3 separate regions of the Sus scrofa genome follow, and all the other regions are linked to region 3. A link is a contact called in public HiChIP or PLAC-seq data. All regions are on one chromosome and are shown on one strand. Each heading gives the region's core, a stretch centred on a gene start, on an enhancer-like site or on the middle of the called end of the contact. The rest is flanking DNA. Distances are from core to core; before and after follow the strand shown. Region 1 holds the start of MORC2 (MORC family CW-type zinc finger protein 2). Region 2 holds the start of SMTN (smoothelin). Region 3 holds the start of PIK3IP1 (phosphoinositide-3-kinase-interacting protein 1).

What was found. HiChIP or PLAC-seq counts read pairs in DNA pulled down with a chosen protein or histone mark.
Region 1: an H3K27ac HiChIP or PLAC-seq map of alveolar macrophages shows a contact between it and region 3. The contact joins the promoter of MORC2 here to the promoter of PIK3IP1 in region 3. A contact is called at or near these places in 3 of 47 Hi-C or Micro-C datasets (heart right ventricle, liver and skeletal muscle) and 1 of 2 datasets of contacts at active chromatin or transcription factors (alveolar macrophages).
Region 2: an H3K27ac HiChIP or PLAC-seq map of alveolar macrophages shows a contact between it and region 3. The contact joins the promoter of SMTN here to the promoter of PIK3IP1 in region 3. A contact is called at or near these places in 1 of 47 Hi-C or Micro-C datasets (heart right ventricle) and 1 of 2 datasets of contacts at active chromatin or transcription factors (alveolar macrophages).

What each region holds. Positions count from the first base shown.
Region 1 is chr14:47,799,043-47,802,139 of Sscrofa11.1, forward strand. MORC2 (MORC family CW-type zinc finger protein 2) reads right to left here and starts at 1,390. Exons shown (of 26, transcript XM_005670853.3): 1 at 1-1,390. It also overlaps LOC100525309.
Region 2 is chr14:47,877,265-47,880,597 of Sscrofa11.1, forward strand. SMTN (smoothelin) reads left to right here and starts at 2,053. Exons shown (of 23, transcript NM_001244360.1): 1 at 2,053-2,190.
Region 3 is chr14:48,050,260-48,053,170 of Sscrofa11.1, forward strand. It overlaps PIK3IP1 (phosphoinositide-3-kinase-interacting protein 1), which reads right to left and starts at 1,401. Exons shown (of 6, transcript XM_001926534.4): 1 at 941-1,401; 2 at 1-14. The coding sequence starts at 1,010.

The sequences.
Region 1 (3,097 bases), core at 140-2,639, 250 kb before region 3:
GATTTCTGTTTTTCAAAGCCTGGACCAAACCTAGCCTGAGGTCCGTCCCACTTTCCTCAGGGTAGTGGGTCAAATTACCTCACACAGACCCATTAAGTCGCCTCAGACCTGACCCGCCCAAATCAACTCAGGCGAGTTGCGCCCCTCCCCCACTTCCCTCAGACAGCGGCCTCAGCCTCTCAGGCGCTCGGTCCCGTGTTCTCCTCCTCACATAGAGAAGATAGTCCCAGCTTTCAAGGCCCGGATTGAGGGCAGTGACGAGTACACTACCCGAGCGGGCGTTGCCCTGCGCTCACAGCTGCAGCTGCCTTTGTCCCTCCCCACGGAATTGGAACCCAACAACCGCAGCGCGCTCTTGGAACCATGTGCTGCCTCCGCCTCCGCCGCTGCCGCCACCGCCGCCGCGAGACCACAGCCCGCACTGCGCTGGATGATATGGTGACCGGACTCAACACCACAAAATTCGGCGTCTAGGTCTCCTCCGCCGCTGCTATCGCTGGCGTCTCTGCCACCTCAGCCAGCGCTTTGTCTCCGCTAGTGCACACAGCCCGGGCCGCCTCGCGCACTCCCCGACGCCCCAAGCCCCCGAGGCCTCCGCGGCGTATTCGGCCAATCACAGAGCCGCAGATCCTCCCGCCCCCGCTCTGATGCGACGCCTTCTGATTGGTAGGTAGCGTGTCTCCACGTGACCGGATCTTGTTAGCTGGGCCCTCCCCTGTCACGTGAGTGAGCGCGCCTCTCTTCCTGCTTTCTTGACCCTCTCCGCCATTTAAAGAAACAGTACCGGGGGCGGGCCGAGCGACGCAGCCGGGACGGCAGCTGCGGCGCGGACCGGAGGAGCCATCTTGTCTCGTCGCCGGGGAGTCAGGCCCCTAACTCGAAGAAGCCCTGGCGCGCCCTCCCCCCCTCCCCGGTCTGGTAGGGCGAAGGAGCGGGCGCGCGGTCGATCGAGCGATCGGTTGGCGGCTCTTTCTCCTGCTCTGGCATCCAGCTCTTGGGGCGCAGGCCCGGCCGCCACGGCGCGCGCCCGGTGGCCGTTGGCGTTCGCGCCGCGTCTTTCTTCTCGTACGCAGAACTCGGGCGGCGGCCTATGCGTTTGCTATCCGACGAGGAGTCGTCCGGGTGGTCGGCGGCGGCGGGCAGTTGCTCCGCCCCGCTCCTGGGGAGGCGGCGGCGGCGGCGGCGGCGGCGGCGGGATTTGGCACGGCCGGGGAAGCTGGGGTGGCCGGGGCCGGCCTGGAGGCCTGGCACCACCCTTCGGGGCCTGCAAGGACCCAATTGGGGGGACAGGAGGGAGCCGGGGGATGGTTGGTGGTGGGCTTTCTACTTTGTCTTTTCCTCCTTATGCCGCCTTAGTGAGGGGCGGGAGCGCTGGAGGCCGCTCCGGGGTGGAGAGACAAGCTCCGGAGTCGGAAGAGCTGGGTTTGCTTCCGGGCCTAACCACCAGCTGGCCGAGTGACCTTAGGCAAGTCACTCTGTAATTTATCTGCGCCTCAGTTTCCTCCTTCTCCATCAATGTTTGTGGGATTGAAAGCGCTTTGTAAACTGTAAAGCGTCGCTGTATGTAAGGGATGATTATTGTTCGTAATGGCTTGGTTTTTTGTTTTTTGGTTTTTTTTTTTTGGAGTTGTAAGAAAACTTAGAAATTGCCCAATCCTTGGATTTTGAACCTGGAAACCTTGGATTGGAGGTGGAGATCCCCAAACTCCTTGAAATTGTATGCAGAAATTAGGGGGAATGTGCATTTTAGAGAATGAGAAGCCATCGCCAGCAAGTTTTCATTGGGGGCTGTGACCCAGAAGAATTAAGAACCACATTTCCTTTGTCACAAGGAGGAAACTGAGGCCAGATGTCATTTGGGACCCTTCACAACCAATTCGAAGCCCCTGTTTGAATCCCTGAGATATGTGAGCTGTTCTGTGCATAGTGGATATTCGTGGTAACAACACTCCACTTCTTGGCTTCTATTTTGAGTTCTTTCACCATGGGTTGCCTAAAGGGTGACTGATGCTTAAAGGTACAGTGGCACCCAGCATAAAGCAGCTAAAACTGGGCATGGATATGTTCTCTAGTATCAAGAAGCTTATTTAATCTTTGGCCCAACAACTTTTTTTTTTCTGGTGCCTGACTACCTTTCTGACTCTTCATTGACCATTTTCTATGACCATGGTTGCCATCCGTTACTTTCCCCTATTTTATATTCCTAGTCTGTGTGGTTGGTAGTGAGCAGGCTTATTTTTAAATGGTGCTGCCAAGTCCAACTAATTAATGGTGCAGGTGGATTTTTAGCAAGCTGGCTCACTAGAACAGACTGAACCAGGCATGGAATTCTTGAAAATGTTTGGGGGGTTGAGTCTTTATTAATTGAAGGTTAACGTTTTCTGAGAAGTTTTGTTAGAATTTTCTGCTGAACCTCAAAATCAGATTGAAAGTGTTTCAACCTTAAATTTTTTCTGGTCTGCTTTGTATTCTATTTGCTTGCAAGTGTGTTACTAAGATGGCCAAAATGCCAGTTTTTGCTTCTTTGTTAATTGTCAGCTGCTTTTATCAAATATCAGGCAGTTATCCAGCAAACACTATAGAAATGTTTGAACAGTTGGCTTTCAAACATTTTCATTTTGTGGAGTGGTGCTTACCATTGGTACAGCTCTAAGCAAGCAAACGCAAACACTTTTAAGTGTATTTTGTCTGTTAGGTGTTAGCCGGTTCTGCTATTTCATACAAATGTCTGGAAATCAATTGACTATTCCCTTTACCTAGAGGGCAGAGACAAATGATCTCAATTCCAGAGAAATGACTGTTTTGGAGAAAACTGTGTTGGTCTTTTAGCTCTTTTGTAATTAAATCTGGATGTACCTCAAAAGAATCTTAAGACTGGTGATAAAATGCTTTCCTCAGGAGAAAGGAGGAAAAAAACCAACTGGAACTCAAAGCTTGAAATTCTTTGACAAACATAAGATATCCAGGATGGGAAGTTGAAAGGGTTTCACTACATAGCGTTCTGCACTAGCTGGAGCAGATGTCTTTCAGTGTGGTTATGGCGTGGACTTCAGATTTTCAAGAACTGGATCTGGGACCTGGAAGAATTATCAAGATG
Region 2 (3,333 bases), core at 803-3,302, 170 kb before region 3:
GCTTATCACTTCCTCTAAGAAGTCTTCCAGGATTCCCTCCATCCTAGAAGCAGCAAGGTGGAGGAAAGGGGCTTTGGCATGGGGCAAAATTCCACTCACGTTTTAATGCCATTACCAGCCCAGGTGCCTTCACCTCCCTGAGCCTCAGCTTCCTCCTCTGGAGAATCTGGGTGATACTTATCTTTCACAGTGTCAATCTGCAATGGGGCAAACCCCGAGTCGGACTTGCAACAGGTGCTCAGTAAACACCAGGACTGTCCTCACAGGATGTTTGTTCCTTCCTGTGATGTGGCTGCAAGCTTCTCCGGCACCTTTGATCTTTGTTTCACCACCATCCCACCCTGCCCCTTTCAGATAGGAGGGGAAGGCCAAAAGGTATGGAGTAGGACCCCAGCCCTGAGGGCTTGACAGAGGGACGGGACCCATGCTTATCTTCAGTACCACCAAGAACCAGTATGTGCTAGTCCCAAGCAGAGTCCTGCGCAGTTCCCCTCCAGCTGTATGGGGGTGGGAGGGAGTGCAGAGCTAGCCAAAGCAGGCCATTCATTGGAGCCATCAGCTGCCACTCAGGTGGCCTAAGTGTGCCCAGCCCCAAGGGGCCATTCAGATGGCCCGCTAGGTTTGAACAGGACCAAGCTGGCTTTGGAAGGCACTGACTCTCCTTCTGGAGAATAGGATGGTATCTAGGTCAAGTAGAGAGGGCCCAGATGGGGTCTGCCCAGAGGAAGGGGACCTTGAACTACAGCTCCTAAATTGGGCTCTGTTTGCTCTTCCTCCTGTGTGACCTTAAGAAGTCTCTTCCCTTGCTTCACCATGGTTTTCTCATGTGTAAAACAGGACTACCTCCAGGACGCAGGGATGAAATAAGATATCACCCTTAAAAGAGTCTCAGGGTGGATACTGGCCCTCCCCCTGGATGGTGGTGAGGTGAGGTGGTGAGTGATCACAGAGAATCTGGACACAGGGTTGAGGGGCTCTGCTGGGGCAACATCCTGAAACGACTTCCTCCACAATCCCACATCATAAAGGTTAAAAGCACAGATTCTAAAATGAAAGGTGCTGGTATAAGTCACAGTTCCACAACCTATTAGTTGTTGTCCTTAACTGTTAAACGGGACAGTTGATAATCCATATATGTGTGTGTACACACCTGGAACATGGCAAGTATGAAATAAATTAGTTGATACTATTACTGTTATTATTTGATAGACAGGACTCCCAGGTTCCAACTCCCTTTGGTTTCCATGGACACCTGTGGGACGTGCCCTGACCTCTAGCACGGAGAATGAAGTGGTTTCCCCAGTGGATCTGAGCTCTTGGGTCCCCTGGCTGACTGCTTGTGCTGTCTTTGGCATGCTGCTCTCTCGGCCTCAATTTCCTCCATTTGTTGAATGAGATTCTGGACTCAATATTACCTATGTAAAACTCCAGCGAGGCAAGGGGCCAACCCCAAGGGTCTTGGAGGGGAGAAGCAGCAATGTAGTTGAGGTCAATGTCTGCTCATATTGTATGGTCTGGGGAAGGGGTGTTGTGTGGTTGATCCTGCTCCACTTGAGGTGGTCCCTGAGGTGCTCCAAAGAAGGGTCAAGTCCCTGATCTGAGAGGGTCCCGACCAGGTGTTCCAAAAGAAAACAGTCTAGGGACTGCGGCCAAGCCCTGCACTGACGCGAGGAGGAGGCGGAGTCAAGGGAGTGGACGGGGTCTCACGAACAAAGAGGAGGGCGGAGAGAGGCTGTCCTGAAGGCTCCGCAAATAGTACGATCCCAGACCACTTAACCCGGCTTTGGGTGCCCTCCCCGACTTTGGTTCAAAGCTGCGTCCTCCTGCCGACGCCCACCGGACCCGCCAAAACCGCGCTAGCAGTGTCCCCAAGACAGCAATCCTCTATAACTCAGGCCCTCGAGGGGCGGGCCCTCACTAGGGGCGTGACCGTCAAAATTGAATCTTTCCAATGGGGCAAGAGGGTGGGCGGGACCCTCCCGATGATTGGCTAGCGCTGCGGCGCGGGGCGGGGCCGGCAGGGCTGCTGGCGCGGCTGGACGGGCGGCGCTTGCAGAATCCCAGGGACGGTTGCTGAGCGGGTCTGGGATCCCGGTCGCGGCGCCTTCCGCCTGACCGCTCCTAGTCCATCTGTTGGATACCAAAAGACCTAACCTGAGCCCGCGCCGGACGGGCGGGCCGGGCTGAGAGGTGAGTGTACGGACCTTCGGGCAGGACCAAGACCCCCGCCAGGTCCGGGGGTGGAACCTGGATATGTGGATTCCCGGGGTTCTGGGACTCCCAGACCTGGGAGACCCCGCTTACACACGGGGTCTCTAAGCCATGGAATAAGGTTCTGAGACCGCGGGGAAGGACGTCCATGGGCCACCAGAAGGCTCCACGACCCCGAGGGGTGCAAGTCTTGGGGCCAGAAACCCTGGGGAAGCGCCCACATTCCCCCAAGTCTCCTCACAATCTTCGGGAACCCCATACTGGGACAGGGAGCCCTGGAACTGGAAAGGAACAGCGACAGGAATCCCTGGCGAGGAAGGGACTTCCTTGGGAGTCCTAGATTATGCATTAGGGACCCCTGCCCCTCAGAAGACTTAAGGGAACTCAAAGTGTCCACAGAACCTAAGCCAGGTGATTGCAGAGTGACGCTCTTGGGAGTTTACACCAGAGTAGGTAGAGAAGAGTTAAGGACCCCAGCAGAGGGAGGCTGCCACCTGTCCTAGCCCACAGGGATGGGAAAAGCAAGCAGTGACTTGAACAGGTAGGGTCTGATGAACCCCAACTGTGTGTACCAGGACCCCCCAAACCCGTTCACCGGATGAAGTGACTCGACCAGTGACTGTGACTGTTCTGGGGAGGGGGAAGAGATGACTGAGGGATGAATCAACAGGAACAGGGGCAATCCTGGGGCCATTTCAGTCACCATACATTAACTGAGCACCTACCATGTGTGTCAGGCTATGAGCTCTCAAATTCCAGAAAGACATTAGCGCTGCGGGAGGAAGGAAAGTGCTGCAGTGGGAGGGTGGGCCAGGATTTAGGGGGCCGTTTTGATAGGCAGTGGTAGGGCAAAAGGGAGTGTCCGGAGCCCCTGAAGGTACTTTGGAAGAGGACTTCAGAAGCTAGAGGTGACCAAGATTAAATCCATTCCCTCTCCTCTGGGTTTTTGGGATCCTCCTTCCCCCATGACAATTCTCTGGCCCTCTCCAGTCCTGTTTGCCTCATCCAGGAGCTGGACGGATCAGTTTCTGAAGGCTCTTCCAGCCGGGGAACTGAATCCTAAGTGTGTGAACTGGCAGGAGCTAGGTTCCTGGACACCTGGCTTCATGAGGTCAGGGCAGT
Region 3 (2,911 bases), core at 151-2,650:
GTCCCAGAAGCAGCCTGTGAGGAAGAGGAGCCCCCGAACACAGTTGGGCAGGGGAGCGCGGGCCCACCCTGCCTGGGAAATCCTGCCCTCAGGTGGAAAACCCCGCCTGCCTCGCAGAGGATCTGTGAGGCCGGAAAGAGAAGGGAGAGGGCAAGAAGAGCCCCCAGCCGGCGCCCTGCCCCCAGCGCTCAGTGTTAGTTTTTTTCTTTCTTAATTTCTTTCCTTTAAAAAAAAAAAAAAACTGTAAGACTGAAAACACTGCACAGGTGCACAGGGTTGTTGCTCTGGAACTTGTGGCCACTTTGGAGGAGGGTGCGGGGGAGCCCTGGGTTCAGGTCCCTCTGTGGAGACGGTCGGTGGGCGACCAGATCCGAAATTCATCCCTGTGTTGTCACTCTATGTTACATAAACTCTGGTGTTCCCTTCTCTGCGGATATGGCCACACTGCCACAGGCCAACACTCCTTCCCAAGAGAATTCTACAAAAGCTTTGATTCAGTAACGCAAGAGAGAGCCTCAAACGGAGGGAACCTGCCTTTTCGCTGCCTGGATGTGACTCCAAACTCCCACCCTCAGCGGGAGAGCCGAGGAAGGGGCCGGGGAAGGAGAACCTGTGCTCTGGTGACACTGCAAAGCCCCAGAAAAGAACAGGATTTAGGAGTAAGGGGGGATGAACGCTCAAGTTCCATCCAGTCATGAGCCACAGGCAAGGAAAAGCAAAGTAGCTACTTGCCTTTGTTCTTAATGGCAAAGATGGAGCTGCAAGCTCCTGGCAGGGAAAGGAGAAAGGGAAAAAAACAAAACAAAAAAAGCTTTCATGGGACAACCGGAACCTGCTAAAATCTCCCTTTCCTGTCATCATCCTTCCTGCTTGGGAAATAGAGAGCTTTACCCTTTCCGCTTCGTTAAGTTGCTGCAGAAGGAAAAGATTGTAATCTTACCTCCAGATCCATAGGCTTCTGCCAGGAGCATGTTGCTGACAAGGATTGTTTGCACGCAGGCCAACAGCATCCTCACTTCCTTCGTCCTGCAGGTGATTGACCAACCAGGGTCCAGCTAGGGTCCCCTTGGTGGCGGCTCTTCCTCTGGTTCCCAGCCTTGCAGTCAGACCTGCCCTTGTTATGCTCTTCTGGTAAACAGCTTCTCTTTAGAACTGGGAGCTTCCCAGCTAGCTTGCTGCTGCGAGAGGTATTTTTTTTTTTTTTTTTTTTTTTTCTTTCTGGCTGAAAGGCGCCCCCTGGGTCCTAAGCTTCCTATACCAGGCTCATCACTCTACCCTGAGTCAAGAGAGGAACTCAGCCAAGTGAAGAGGCAAAGAAGTTCAGGTTGCTTAGTGGTTCAGCTTGAGACCTGCAGCGGCTGCATCCCCAGGGCCTTTCCTCTCTTCTGTTTCCGTTTGTGTGAGTATAGAAAGAATAGTTTTGTCAAGACACTTCACTGGGGGGCAGGAGGTTTGGAATTACAGTAACCACTTAGGGAGAACATGTCAGCTACACAACCAGGAGGAACTCAAGACTACGGAGAGGGGCACAAATAAGGGCATCCAGGTGGAAGTAGCTCTTTATACCTACCCTTGAGAAAGAAAAAGGGCTTTTGAGATTTATACATATTCATAAACATTGATTTTTTTTTTAAACAGCCAGGGTCAGATCAGTCATATTCCTTTGCTTATATTTGGGGTGTCATATATAGTACGAATATGAGGGGGGTCTCTTTAGTTGAAAATACATATGCCAATGCTGGGATATCTGCTTAGCTATATTTAAGAGTGCCTTTTCAGGCCTGAATTCATATAGAGGAATTAAGTAAAATACTTGCTTTTCCCACCCCACCCTGTGGGAAATCCATTTGCAGCAATTTATATCCATCATTAACAACCCCCCTCCCCATCCGTATGCCTGAGCCCTTTTGGAGTTAGGCAGAACAGCCCTTTTCCTGTTTGGCTGACAGTTCCAGTTCCCAGGCAGCCTCAGTAAACTGAGAGATGGAGCAGAGTGATTCGCCAAGACTACCTTGTGACTCAGGCAAATCTCAAAATAGAAATGGGAGACTGTTTCCATCTGAGGGCTTGCATCTTGCGGGTAGTAATTTAGGGAGGAGGAAAAAAGACTTCATTATTTCAAAAGTTTCAAAAGTTTTATCAGGGAAGAAGGTTAATGCCAAGACAACTAATCTGAAGTGAATTTGCATTCACTACAGTCAGATTTCAGACATGGAAATGATGGACAGAGATGCATTTAGTTTACTCTTTGAAGAAGTTTGCTGACAATATTTGATTCCTTCTATCTACTACATAAGACATGTTGCTTTGTTTTTGCACTTACTTTCCTGTCTCTCTACACAAGCTTTCAATCCTCTGACACCTGACTTTGTCCTCCACTGGGAATTACACCACCAAGTCTGTGAATTTACACACACACACACACACACACACACACACAAGCCAATGTTTTAGAATTTAATAATTCTAACATAATATTCAGGAGTCTTTTTAAAAAAACAATTCTTATTTATTTTACAAAAATTTTAAGAATGTACTATAGGTGTTCCCATTGTGGCTCAGTGGTAACGAACCTGACTAGTATCCATGAGGATGTGGGTTCAATCCCTGGCTCCACTCAGTGGGTTAAGGATCCAGCATTGCCATGAGCTGTGGTGTAGGTGGCAAATGCAGCTGGATCCCAAGTTGCTGTGGCTGATTTGACCACTAGCCTGGGAACTTCCATATGCCGAGGGTGCAGCCCTAAAAAGACAAAAAAAAAAAAAAAAAAAAAAAAAAAAGAACGTACTACAACTGCATGCTAGACACATAGTCTGGATACTGAGAATATATCTGTGAACAAAATATTTGAAATCTCTGCCTTCCAAGAGCTTGTATTCTAGTTGGGAAAGACAGATGTCAAATATATAAA